2 separate regions of the Drosophila melanogaster genome follow, and region 2 is linked to region 1. Evidence: chromatin contacts called from public Hi-C data. All regions are on one chromosome and are shown on one strand. The core of a region is the stretch at or near the end of the contact, and the rest is flanking DNA. Distances in the headings are between cores, read along the strand shown.

Region 1 (6,028 bases), core at 2,621-5,120:
TGGACGAGGCGGATCTGAGCGATGTGGCGCCAATGAAGTCGCCAAATGGCAATGGACCGGGTGGAGCGCCGCCCGGCTCACCTTCCGGATCGGGCTCGCCCACTGGACCGGGTCCCTCATCCCCGGGCTCTTCGCCCGGCGGTGGTTCGGGTCCCGGGATGCCCGGAATGCCGGGAATGGGGGGTGGAATGTCAGGACTGATGCTGGGCGCAGGTGGCAGTGGCGGATCCTCTAAAAAACTGGACGGAACGTCTCGTGGGCGAAAGAGGAAAGCAGGACCGCTGCCACGTAGCTTTGAATTCCGTCGATCATCTACGGACTCGCGATCTTCGAGCTCCGGCTCCGAATCATCAACAACGGGTAGTGCACCAGGATCACCGATACCAGGCGCCACGTCATCCATATCCGGCTGCGATTCCGCCATGGGCGCTGATGGCGGTCCCAGTTCCAGCTGTTTCGACGAGGACAGCAATAGCAACAGCAGCTTTGTGAGCTCCACATCGGAGGCCTCGGCCAGTGATTCAGGGATGTCAAACTCGCATTTGGATCCCTTGCGAATCAGTTTCGTTTTCATCGAGGAGGAGACCAGCGATCAGGATACGCCGCTCAATGGTTATGTGCACAATTTCATCAATGGCATCAGCGACGATGCAGAAACGGGCGAAACGGAAGCAGTTCCAGGCGGGGCATCCCTGCCGGGTGCGTCTTCAGCTAACGAACCGTCGTCAATTGGAGCATCACCAGCAGTTTCAGCCACGCCAGCAACATCTGTGATCCCCGCCAGCAATGGCAGCGAAGTTTGCTCCGCCGTCGCGGCCGGCAGCAGCAGTTCCATCAGCTCCAGCGCCAGTTCCCCGGGCGTTCTCTACGTGCCCCTCAACGGACTGACCACCCATGCGGCCTACAGCAGTAATCTGGGTGGTCCGAGCTCGCCGTTGGACAACCTTAGCTCCCTGGGTGGAGCGGCGGGTGGCGGAGGATCGGGACTACTCGGTGTCAGCAAGCCGGGATCGCTGCCACTGGCCAATGGTTATGGACACGGTCATAGTTCAGCCATTTCCCCACCTTCGCCATTGTCCTTGGTGCCTCTATCACCATTGGGAACAAGTACGCCCGCTGCCAGCAGCTCGGGACTATCGTCTAGTTCCGCCTACTTCAGCCACAATGACATCAACGATGCCTCGGAGATCTCGCGCATACTGCAGACCTGTCACAATGGAACCAGCAGTGGCTCCTCGGTCGGAGCGGGCGCAAGCAACAGCAATTTGAATGGCAATGGCAGCACGGAGAGTGGCGGAGGAGTCTCATCCGACGATCATGCCTCGCTGGGTGGCAACAGTTTCGATGCCCTGAAACGGACAGCGGGTACTGCGGGCAGCACTGCAGCGGGAAATCCCCACTACTACTGGGCCAGTGGTCTCAATCATCACAACAATAACAACAGCAGCGCCGCTGGAGCAGCTAGCGGTTCGACGTTGAGCAACAATCACAACCACCGGGGTCACAACAACAGCAGCCCCAACAAACTGGAGGTGAAGATCAACTCCAGCTGCGGCTCCTCACCGACGCACAACAACGGGGGCATGGGCTCACCGGGACAGAGCCTGCCGCTCATTTTCACCGAGGAGCAGCGCGAAGCGGCCCGGTTGCACAACGTCGAACTACGATTGCAGATCTTCCGTGATATACGGCGACCCGGCCGAGACTACAGCCAGCTGCTGGAGCACCTGAATCTGGTCAAGGGCGACCAGGATATGCAGTCGGATTTCGTGGACATGTGTATCGTGGAATCGCTGCGCTTCCGCCGCCATCGCATGGCGTCCAGCATACAGGAGTGGTGGGATCGCAAGCAGCAGTTAACTGCCGTGGGAACCAATGAAGCGACCCCCAGCGCGGAGCAGGCCGTCGCCAAGAGTTAACGATGGCTCATGTGGCACCACTGAGCCCGCGGGGTCATCCAATCCATCTGTCTGTGATGTCAACAAAATCGAAATCGAAATCTAAACCGAAACTGGGAAGGGGAAGAGCAGCCGCGGAAGCCAAGAATTCTCGTCAATTTCCATATACTGTAAATAATTGCCAGGACAGGTAGCCCACAGGATCTGGATGGGGATCAACGCATACCAAACAAGCAACAATAATATTAACAATTTCCATATACTGTAAATAATTGCCAGGACAGGTAGCCCACAGGATCTGGATGGGGATCAACGCATACCAAACAAGCAACAATAATATTAACAACAAAACCAACAAGCAGCCACAATTCTAAATGAGAGAAAACACCACATTTTTAGGGCAAGCTAGCTACATGTAATTATAACATATATATAAATAAATACTTAAGCTAGCCGTTAGTTAGCAATAGAATATAAAGTATAAAGCGAAGGGATTTTGTAGCAGCCGTTTCAGTTGTAGTTTTTTTTTTACTTAGTATAAATATGTAAGCGTAAATTAAAATTTACTCTTGAGCTTAGGAATAATTTTAAATAGACTTAGATAAATTAAGATAAATCTAAGTGTAGTGTATGTGTATAAAAAAAAAGGGAAAAGTTTAGGAAAAGCTTGAGCTTAATGAGCCCCACACGTTTTAGCCAATTTTTTGTTGGACCTGTTTCAAGAACACTTTGCTTTGATTTTAGCCAAAACGAATAGAGAACGTAAAAAACAAAAGCGATGACCCTTCAAAAACAGATATATATGTGTATGTTTATATACATATATGTATATAGAGGATATTACATAAATCGGGTCAGCGTTTTATTATTAAAAAGAATTGTATTACCTTGTATTTCCTTGAATCCTCCAATATATTATTTGCTATTATGTTATGTTTATTTTATAAAATATTTATGCGAATTGTAATGTGAGCATAGCCTGTAGAAAGGCAGACAAAACGATAAGCGAAAACGTACAGTTTGTTATATACATATAGAAAAACAAGAAAAAAGTAATACATTTTTGCACTATTTTTTTACGTGTATGTTTGTATGCATGGCCTGTGAGTAATTGAGATATAACAAAAACGAAAAACACAAAGAGAAAACGTTTACTAGTAGTTAGGCGGCGGGCAGTGTTTTAGAACTGCTTCATTATTAAATAATGATGTACAATTTAGAGTCTGCGTATTTAACAAATTTCATAAGACAACCACCACAACAGAATCAACAGAGCAGCAGCAAAGCAAACTGAAATCAATACGAAATCAAACGAAAATAAAAAGAGGAGCATTGCATTCAAGTTTCATGTGTTGGGTGGAAATATCTAGGGTACATCGCAAAAACCATATATTTTCTCATAAGGCATACCCTTTCAGCTTCCCTCCACTCCCCCTGCCCATACAAAAGCGTCGGCGACCATGCCCCATGTATGAATGATCCCTTCTCGCGGTCGCAGTCGCTCCTCCAAAGCCTTTTACTTTTACCCATTGCATCATTTAAGACCATCTAATTTGGGGGATATAAGTTAACGTCTTTGGCTTTGGAACGTTTTAGAACAAGTTTTTCTTAGCTTTTAATGAAAGACTATTTATCAAACATTTTAATATTATTTTATTGTAATTATTTGCATTATCATTAAATTTTCCTCGATTTAATTGATGCAAATATGCGTTGCACGAATTTTTTGAATTAAAATTGTACCGTTAAATTTTCGAATTTGCATTCGGTATTATGTCGAGTGGGTTTGAAAAATAACGGATTAAAATACCGTATGGTATTTTTAAATCACAAAATATCACAAAAATACTAAAAAGTGGCTGCTCATATTTGCGTTCGTCACGCTCGCGGCCGACGATAGTAGTGTTGCACAGCACCGATAGCTATCGATTAACGGCCAGCTGATCTGCTCTCCCGATGGCTCAGTCGTAATCGGTCCGCCAGTGCGATAGGACGCCAGCGATACATCGACTGGCAGTTACTGCGATACACTCAATGTTATCGGAAGTCTGCGCTACGAGTATCAACACAGAGAACAGACCAACTAACGGAACAAAAATGCGCAGCGCGAAAATAAAATAAGGAGCGAAAACACAGGCGTGTGTTAAATAAAATAAGCCACATAAATAATAAATTTTTTTTCGGTGTGTGCGCGTGTATGTGTGTGCGAACGAAAGAGCAGCCAGAGGAGTTTCGGTGGAGCGCAGTTCACAGCGGTGAAGCGGATTGAGGGAGGAGCGTAAAAAGTAAAAGTGGCGGTGCCTGTCTCTATACGTGTGTGTGTGTGTTGTGCTGTGTGTGTGCCGAAAAGAAGTTGCAGAAAACATTACGCAAAATAAAAGAGCGAAATAACCATAACACAACAAAAGATATTGTGCAAACAACACAGCGCTGCTGTGAGTCGGAAAGCAGGAACGTCGGAAAGGGGCAGCAGCAGCAGCAGTAGCGTAGGAGGAGGAGGAGGTGGAGAGGGGTGTGCGGTGGAGGCAGAAGAGCAGCCATCACCACTGAGTGCGAGCGAGAGCGAACGACCGGCGCAATGAGCATCGTTGGCGAAAACCATCCCCTCCCAACCCCAACCCCCGCCAGCGCCGTAGTCACCGCATCATCGGGCGGCGGTGGGGGCGGCGCGGTCGTCATGGGCGTCGGCGTAGGCGTGACCACAGCGAATGGACCCCGTGTCGTCACCATTTACAAAACGGAAACGGGCTTCGGCTTCAATGTGCGCGGCCAAGTTTCCGAGGGGGGTCAACTGCGCTCGATCAACGGCGAGCTGTACGCCCCCCTTCAGCACGTGAGCGCCGTCCTTGAGAATGGGGCGGCCGAGAAGGCGGGCATCAAGAAGGGCGATCGCATCCTGGAAGTGTAAGTACCACCCACGTTACATAGACTAGTTTTCATATTTTGGGAGCTCAAAGAGCTGATATCACACTACTATCAGATGTATCATCGAAATTGAGTTTAAAACTATTCAATGAACCATTAAACTCGCCTCAGTAATTGCATTCTAAAACTAGTTTTCATCCCCAAAGTGCGACGTACTTACCTTTAATTGCCTTCAACTTCATAAAGTCCTTAGAATCATTATAAGCGAGTTGAAAACCTGCCTTTGACCACTTCGTCTATTTGCAACTAAAGGCATGTGCTAATTGTCACTAATTGGGAAAATGTGCACAAGTTACTTGCTGTTAAACACGTTTAACTAATGCCTACCTCTTATTAAATTATAGCTTGAATTTTAGTTTTCGAAACACGAGGAAGTTTATTTTGGCACCGAGTGGGAAAAGAAAACCTCACAGAGTTTGTAAATATTCAAAAGGCAATCTGAAGAGTGAGCTCTTTAAGCTTATGGCTCATGGTGTTGGTATTTTTTTGGGGGGTGCCCAGGGGTTAAGTAAGCGAAGTTAACCCCACGAAGAGCTTGCATGTGCGACCTCTGACCCCGCCCACTTTTTTTTATTGGTCGTTCTTTCTGCTGGAGTAGTGGGCGTGTTGAAGTTGGAGTTGGAAGTGGAGGTGAATTCGTAGTGGGTCAGAAATGCCCGGGAATATCAATAAACACTGCTACCTGCTTGGTGTTTGGTGGTTGTTGTTGGATTTATCCACACATTTCAGGGGGTTGCTACCGCGTTAATTGGGTTAAAAAAGCGAGAAAGCCCCAAAAGAATATGAGCTATATTGGTCATCCATATCATATACATATGTACATATCTTATAATTCATATACATATATTATTAAAACAAAATAAGTGTGTACGATTAGATAATGGCGCGATTTCTGCAAACTTAGTATTTCATTTTGGTTATGAAATGATATTGGGGCTTATCGTTTTCTCGGAATTCCTGTTCAAATAACACTGAAATAAGGAACTACATATGTATGATGATGGAGAAATATGAGTCAGTGGAACGTGTTGATAAGGAAACCGCATTTATCAATTACTTTTTCGCTTGATGAATGAAAATGTTTTCGTTACGAAAATGGATGTTTAATGGAGGCTATCGCATTTCTGTTTGCCATTTTCCCCTTTTAATTTGAACTAAAGGTGCTCTTTTATTATTCCTCCTTTTTCTGCTATGTTTTCTTGAAT
Region 2 (6,237 bases), core at 2,555-5,054, 180 kb before region 1:
TGCAAATTAGATAGAAATAAAATGCCACATTGCCACGGAAGCGGATAAAATTAAAAAGGCGAAAGAAACAAAATTGAATTAAAATGTATTAACGCAAAAAAAAAAAAACACAAGCAATGAAAAAGAAAAAACAAAAAATACCAACAAGCCACAAAAAACGTTTTGTGATTCATAATTTCGATTCGTATTCGGCTTTTTATTGTTATTATTTTATTTATAAATGTGTAGTTTTTTTTTTTGGTTTTGGGTGATTTTTGTAGAGTTCGCTTTTGTTCCCCATTTGGAGTGTGCGTGTGTTTTGTTTGTTTTTATCTTTCCTATTTGAAAATGTTTTTTTCGTTTTTTTTTCTCTGGCGGTTAATTGCATAAAAATAGAGGCCGTATTTGTGTTGCCTTTTTTTGTGATTTTCGATCGCGACATAATTTGATTTGAAAACCTTGGACAAACAGAGAAACAAAAAGCGAATGAAAGAAACTGGGAGCCAAAGAATTCTCGACTTTCGAAGGGCGATTATTTTTCTCAAATTTTCTCTATTATTTCCCATTGTTTCGCTTGGCTTTATGCGACGCAAATAGTTTTTATCTCTTCGCATTGCATTGATTTCAACCTTTTTTTTAAATTATTATTACTACACTCTTTTTCCCTTTGGAGCCCCAGTATTTTCAGCACTTCTCAAAGTTATCAGCGAAATTTGCCTAGCGTTAGTTTTGTTTTTTTATTTTTAGTGTCTCGCCCCGCAAATTCATATAAATATAAATATTTATACACATATGTGTGTATATTTATGGCTTCTTTTCTTTTTATTTTTTGTTATATTTTTCCGATTTGCCGTCTGCAGTGCAGTTTTTTATTGTTTGTTTTTAATTATAAATATGAGCTGATATCAGAGAATGAGGGAAAAAAAAAGTGGGGAGCTCAATGAAAAAGAAATGGTTGCAAAATCAAACCCTTTTTCGGCGAAATTGAAATTGAAAACGCTGTGAATAGATTTAAGGAACTTTGTCGGCATTTGACAAACATTATTTACGCATTGCAAATTATAGTTATCATTTTTCATATATAGTGCGCAAAACATAAACAACCCCAAAATTTACGTAAGCGAATTTTATTTGCCAACTACCAAAATGAAAATAAATAAACACATAGAGTAAACTAAACTTAAAGCTGGTATGACAAAAAATGACAACAACAAAATAATCACACACGAAAAACAATATTTCGTGTCAAAATTTGTGTCGTTTTTTGCTTTATTTCCTACTGCCGCATTGTTTTTCTAAAGAATTTTTATTTGGTTGCGGAATAACACGAAAATAAGTGTGATTTTGTTATAAATACTTCACGGCTTTATTTCGACTCGACTGTGGGAATACCCAAAAGTTTTTTACATGATATATCATATATTACGAATAATTTATGATAATGAAATCTAGATGCAAAGCTTTCAAATCTCGAAGCCCAGGTAAATATGCATTTATTCGAAATCGATTTGAAAATGTTTTATATTTCGAATTTGGTTTTGTTGGAATATCAATCGTTGTAGTTTTAGACTAATTTTAGGCTTTATTTAAGCGTTTCTCCCACATTTATAAATTAATTAATTATGTCCATAGGTATGTATATGAACATATATGCATATATGTATGTATATATTCCAAATTTGGGGGCGTGGCACGTCGGATGCTGACCTGCCCTTGTTTTTTTGCCTTTGGCTTGCTTGTTTGTTATCGCTTTTGTTCTGATTTGTTTTTGGACAATGAACTTGAAATTTGGAGCACGCGTTTCACATGTAATTGAAATGTGTGTGAGTGGGGCGAAGGCGGGTGGTGGGGGGTCGATGAAGATGGGGAGCAGAGAGCAGCGAACGAGAGAGAGAGCACTCACGCACACCAACACTAGCGCACAGAAGCCAGGGCCGGATCAGGGGGTAAATATTCGAGTTAAGTGCCATTAAATATCTTAAATGTTTTACGTAATTTTGTTGCTCAATAACCTATATATTTTGTTAACTTCATGTTCTTCTTGCAAATCGGTAGCTTGGTTCAAAAATTTCCAGATTCGCTCCTGATACGCTCTCTTCCTCTCTCTCTCTCTCGCTCTCTGCCCCCCCTCCACACAATCTTCCACACACTGATTCGCTGTTTTATTTTTTTTTGCGCAGGCGAATGCCGCTGTGAAAACAAAAAACCGAATAAAACAGCCGACAAAAACAAAAGGAAGGAGAAACGTTGACGGCGACGTCACTCAAATGCGATTTGCAATTTTAATTTTTGCCGTTCATGTTTTGCAGTTTTTGTTCATATAATTAAAGTTGTAAAAATGAATTGCCATACAGCAAAAAAACGAGAGAAAAGTAAATTGCAAATTGTAAATTGCTTTTGCCATAAAGGCGGAAATGCCTCTCTCAACAACAAAAAAACTCGCATTCAAATAGTGCAACAAAAAACTAAAAACAAATAAGCCGAAATCGACAACAAAAAATAAGGCTAAACAGGTGAAGAAGAAAACTAAAAGCCACAGAAATAACAAAAACCGATAAACCAAAATTTAAAACCAGCACAAAAAATAGCCCCAAAACTTAAGATATACAATTGTGTTCGAAATCGTAGTAAAGCTATTTGAAGCGCCACAAAAATTTACATTTTTTGTAAACATTTTTAAGCATCGACTATTATTTTGGGTACAACTGTAGCAGATAAACAACAGCCCGCAAAAAACCCTAATTATCAAGCTTAGACAAAAACTACAAAAAAAGCGAAAAAATCACACAAAAAATGTAAATTACTGGCCTATGAATTTAATTAATTTTTTGCAACTCTGTAGGTTTTTTCCCCTCTTTTTTCATTTTTATCTTGGCGATTAGTTGGCAGCAACAATTACAATAAGCGAAGAAAAAGCGCCAATCGTTTCCTGAGCGAAAAACAATTGTTTACAATAATTGCATGCGATTATTATTTATGTCAATTTCGAATATTCAGCTGGCAAAGTCAACAAACCCGGAAACCTTCGGCGAGAACAACGGAATTTTTATCGTAATATTTTGTTCGCCTTTTTGCATTCAACAAAAAAGAGCACGCACAAAACAAAACATGCAAAAAAAAAAAGAAGCACAAAATATATGATTGAAAAACAAAAACGATAAAAAACAAGGGGAGAGCGGCGAACAAAAACAGAAAATCGCACAAATAACACACAACTTTTGTTTGGCTAAAAATAAAACGACGTTCGTTTTGCGTGTCTTTTTAGCACATGAAATAAATAATTTGTTTTCTCACCTTTTCTTTATGACTTTTCGCGCTATCTTTTCTTTTGGCGTTTTTTTCCCCCCTCGAATTTCTTTTACTTTTCCTTTATGCTTTTTGTTTTGTTATTCGAATCGAATTGCACACGCAGCAGAATTGTGTCGAAAAAAATTCATTCATTCATTTAATTTCTGGCTTGCCATTTTTGTTTCATTTCTATATTTTGTTTTTTAACATAAAAAAAAATAATGCGAAACAGCGAATTCAAAACGCGCGCTTTTTCTTTTGCCTTGCGAGCGGATAACGGTAAATGCGCACAGCAATGTTTTAACATTAAACACTAACCACTAAATTGTCAGGAAATTCACCAAAAATAAATGTTCTGTTTTGGAATTGTTAAGAATGTTAGGCTCATGTGTTTGTTAATATTTTCCAGGAATTTTCTTTTAGCGGCGCAGCGAAGTGAAACGTACCGCGGAGGAGACGGATTTTTGAGTGAAAAGAATTGAACTTTCGTTGTTGCTTATATAGACTTTGGCTGGCAGCAATGTTGCTGGAGAGAGATGTTGCACTCTCCCAATCGGTTGGCAACTTAAACCGGTTCGCAGTACCAGCAATTTGGCGGGTACTTTAAATGCCTTAACGTTATCGCGCGTTTGATAACTACGTACATTTTAAGGGATTGAGAGAAACGCATATTATGATATAAAATAAAGTGTTAATATTAATTGAAGAGGCACACACGCTTAACATTTCCACAAATTGTAAATATTTATACAAGAATTGGTAGCTATCGCTAGCGTTGCCAGACGGCGCCAAAAGCTTCTAAATCCAGCGATCCAACTACCCAAACAGCTGATATCTGTTAGCCTGGTAAATGTTGTTTACCAACGTAACGCGTGTTTTCGCTTCGTTGTATTTTCGGTGTCGAATATTTTGGATGCTGGCCAAGAGATAGCGCAGCGATCGGGTCGGAACTCTTGGGCGGACTTATCACTGGGTCGGTCAGGGGTCACGGGTTATCGTTATCGCTTATCAGCCAGCGGCGGCGTCATCTCAGCGCCGGCGACTCTTCTCACTTTGCGGCAGTTCCGATTCGAACGCAGCCGTGTGAGTACTAATAATTACCAAGGATTGTTGAAAAACATCCACTAAAATCTATAAAATTCTGCTTATTACAGTTACAAAGACATGCAGCGGGCGCGCTCTACACTGACACAAAAGCTTCGGTTTTGCCTTAGTCGGGACCTGAACACCAAAGTTGGCAACCCGGTTAACTTCGAGACTGGAAAGCTTAGCGGAGCTTTAACTCGCATCGCCGCCAAAAAACAACCATCACCAACGCCATTCTTACCGGCGATCAGACGATATTCGGACTCCAAGCAGAGCACTTTGAAGGTGAGTTCGCCGGGAAAGTCCCAGGCAAAGTGAAGGGGAGGGTGGAAAAAGTGTGGCTAATTGAACCATTTGGGGGACTCGCATTTCGATTGCCTTTAATTCTTGCAGTGATCGCGGTGCTCAGAAAGTTTGTGTTTCGCTTCCATTTGCGGCTCCTGGCATGCCCGGCTAATCGCCATGTGCTTCATGCGTTTCATTCAGCCATGTGTTCCCACACTGCACTATCCCTACGTGGATGGCATGCCATCGATCCGCTGAAAGTGTTGTTTATAGTAGTATCATTGTTAAGTACCTATGTACATGTGTAGTTTAATTGAGATCTTATAGCATATGTACATATATGTACCGTATTTGTATCAGTGTACTGTTAGTGTATTCAAAACGTCGCCATGCGCCAAGTTTGAATCTTTTTGATTCACATTCGCTACCTCGGCCTGAAACTCGTTTTTGGGCCTACTCGAATTTCTCGGCTGTTTGCGCCCTATCGAGCATTGTTGTTGTCATTCTCGTTTGCACTTGTCTAAATATTTAAACTGATAACGCAAAAAAAAAAAAGAATCTGGCATTGGCCATTAAATCGAATTTCCCATTCGTGTGGGCAGATTTGTATATAAATATACATACATACATATGTATATGCATTTTGCACTCAACTTGTGGCCAGAAATTAGCATTCAATTTAGTGGGAATCACCAGTTTCCAGTTTTTGCAGCTAAAATTTTGCGTGTCCAATTCATTTCTGCGTTGAAAATAGAAGAATCTTCCAGGGATTATTAGTTAGCAGCTGGAAACGTTGAACAACAAAATGGTACTAGAGATACGTAATTTGCTGGAGGAAGCTACATACATATAAACTTGTCCATTTTCTGCCAATATTCTCCATTTCGACTATATACGTACGTTTCCCGATCTTTCCGAAGTGCGTCAGCTGCAAAGGGGGGGCAGTGTCCTTATCGTCGTCCGGCGACTTGAACTGGTGACCCAGACGGATGATAATCACTTGACGATAAGCGGATCGCAAATAGACGCGCTCTCCCATCCATGGGGGGTCGCATTTTCGATCATGGGCGTGTTATTGCACCCAAGTCACTTGGTTTCCCTGGTATTTGGCCAATCTAATCGTGGATCGGGAATAGGGAATCGGGGGAGCGCCTCTCGAGTGGTTGCCATGGTGCATCCAGGCGTAATCTTCGCCTTGGCGATAGCTGCGCCTTATCGCCGGAACTTTTCCAATGCTATTTGAACCCATTGAACCCGTATTTGTTTGTAACTTTTCGCAACCATCGGCGGCGGGAACATAAATATTATTTTTGTTTCGAAGCGTTATTAAAAACATGGCATAAAGCTGACCAGGCAGCCGTTCATTTTCCACGGTCCGCACATATTCAACGATCGTCTTGGCGAGCGCATCGCACATTGCACAGCATTCCAATTACTATATATATATATATATAATATACAATACTATATAAATCCGAACAGAATATGGCCGATCAGAAACTGCTGCAAACCCCGCTGGCACAGGGCGATCCGGAGCTGGCCGAGCTGATCAAGAAGGAGAAGGAGCGCCAGCGCGAAGGACTCGAGATGATCGCCAGT

The links. Hi-C and Micro-C count contacts between places; a contact is called where the count stands out from the background.
Region 2: a Hi-C map of the Kc167 cell line shows a contact between it and region 1, with 3 times the contacts expected there. The contact joins the promoter of CG3726 here to the promoter of Snx27 in region 1. A contact is called at or near these places in 9 of 107 Hi-C or Micro-C datasets (the D17-c3 cell line, the Kc167 cell line, the S2 cell line and 3 more).

What each region holds. Positions count from the first base shown.
Region 1 is chrX:5,735,873-5,741,900 of dm6, reverse strand. Snx27 (Sorting nexin 27) reads left to right here and starts at 3,870. Exons shown (of 6, transcript NM_167045.3): 1 at 3,870-4,802. The coding sequence starts at 4,477. IntS6 (Integrator 6) reads left to right here. Exons shown (of 2, transcript NM_132025.3): 2 at 1-3,238. The coding sequence ends at 1,919.
Region 2 is chrX:5,914,664-5,920,900 of dm6, reverse strand. It overlaps CG3726, which reads right to left and starts at 3,804. Exons shown (of 7, transcript NM_001297988.1): 1 at 3,274-3,804. It overlaps Shmt (Serine hydroxymethyl transferase), which reads left to right and starts at 4,104. Exons shown (of 4, transcript NM_132050.2): 1 at 4,104-4,350; 2 at 4,422-4,638; 3 at 6,121-6,237. The coding sequence starts at 4,432.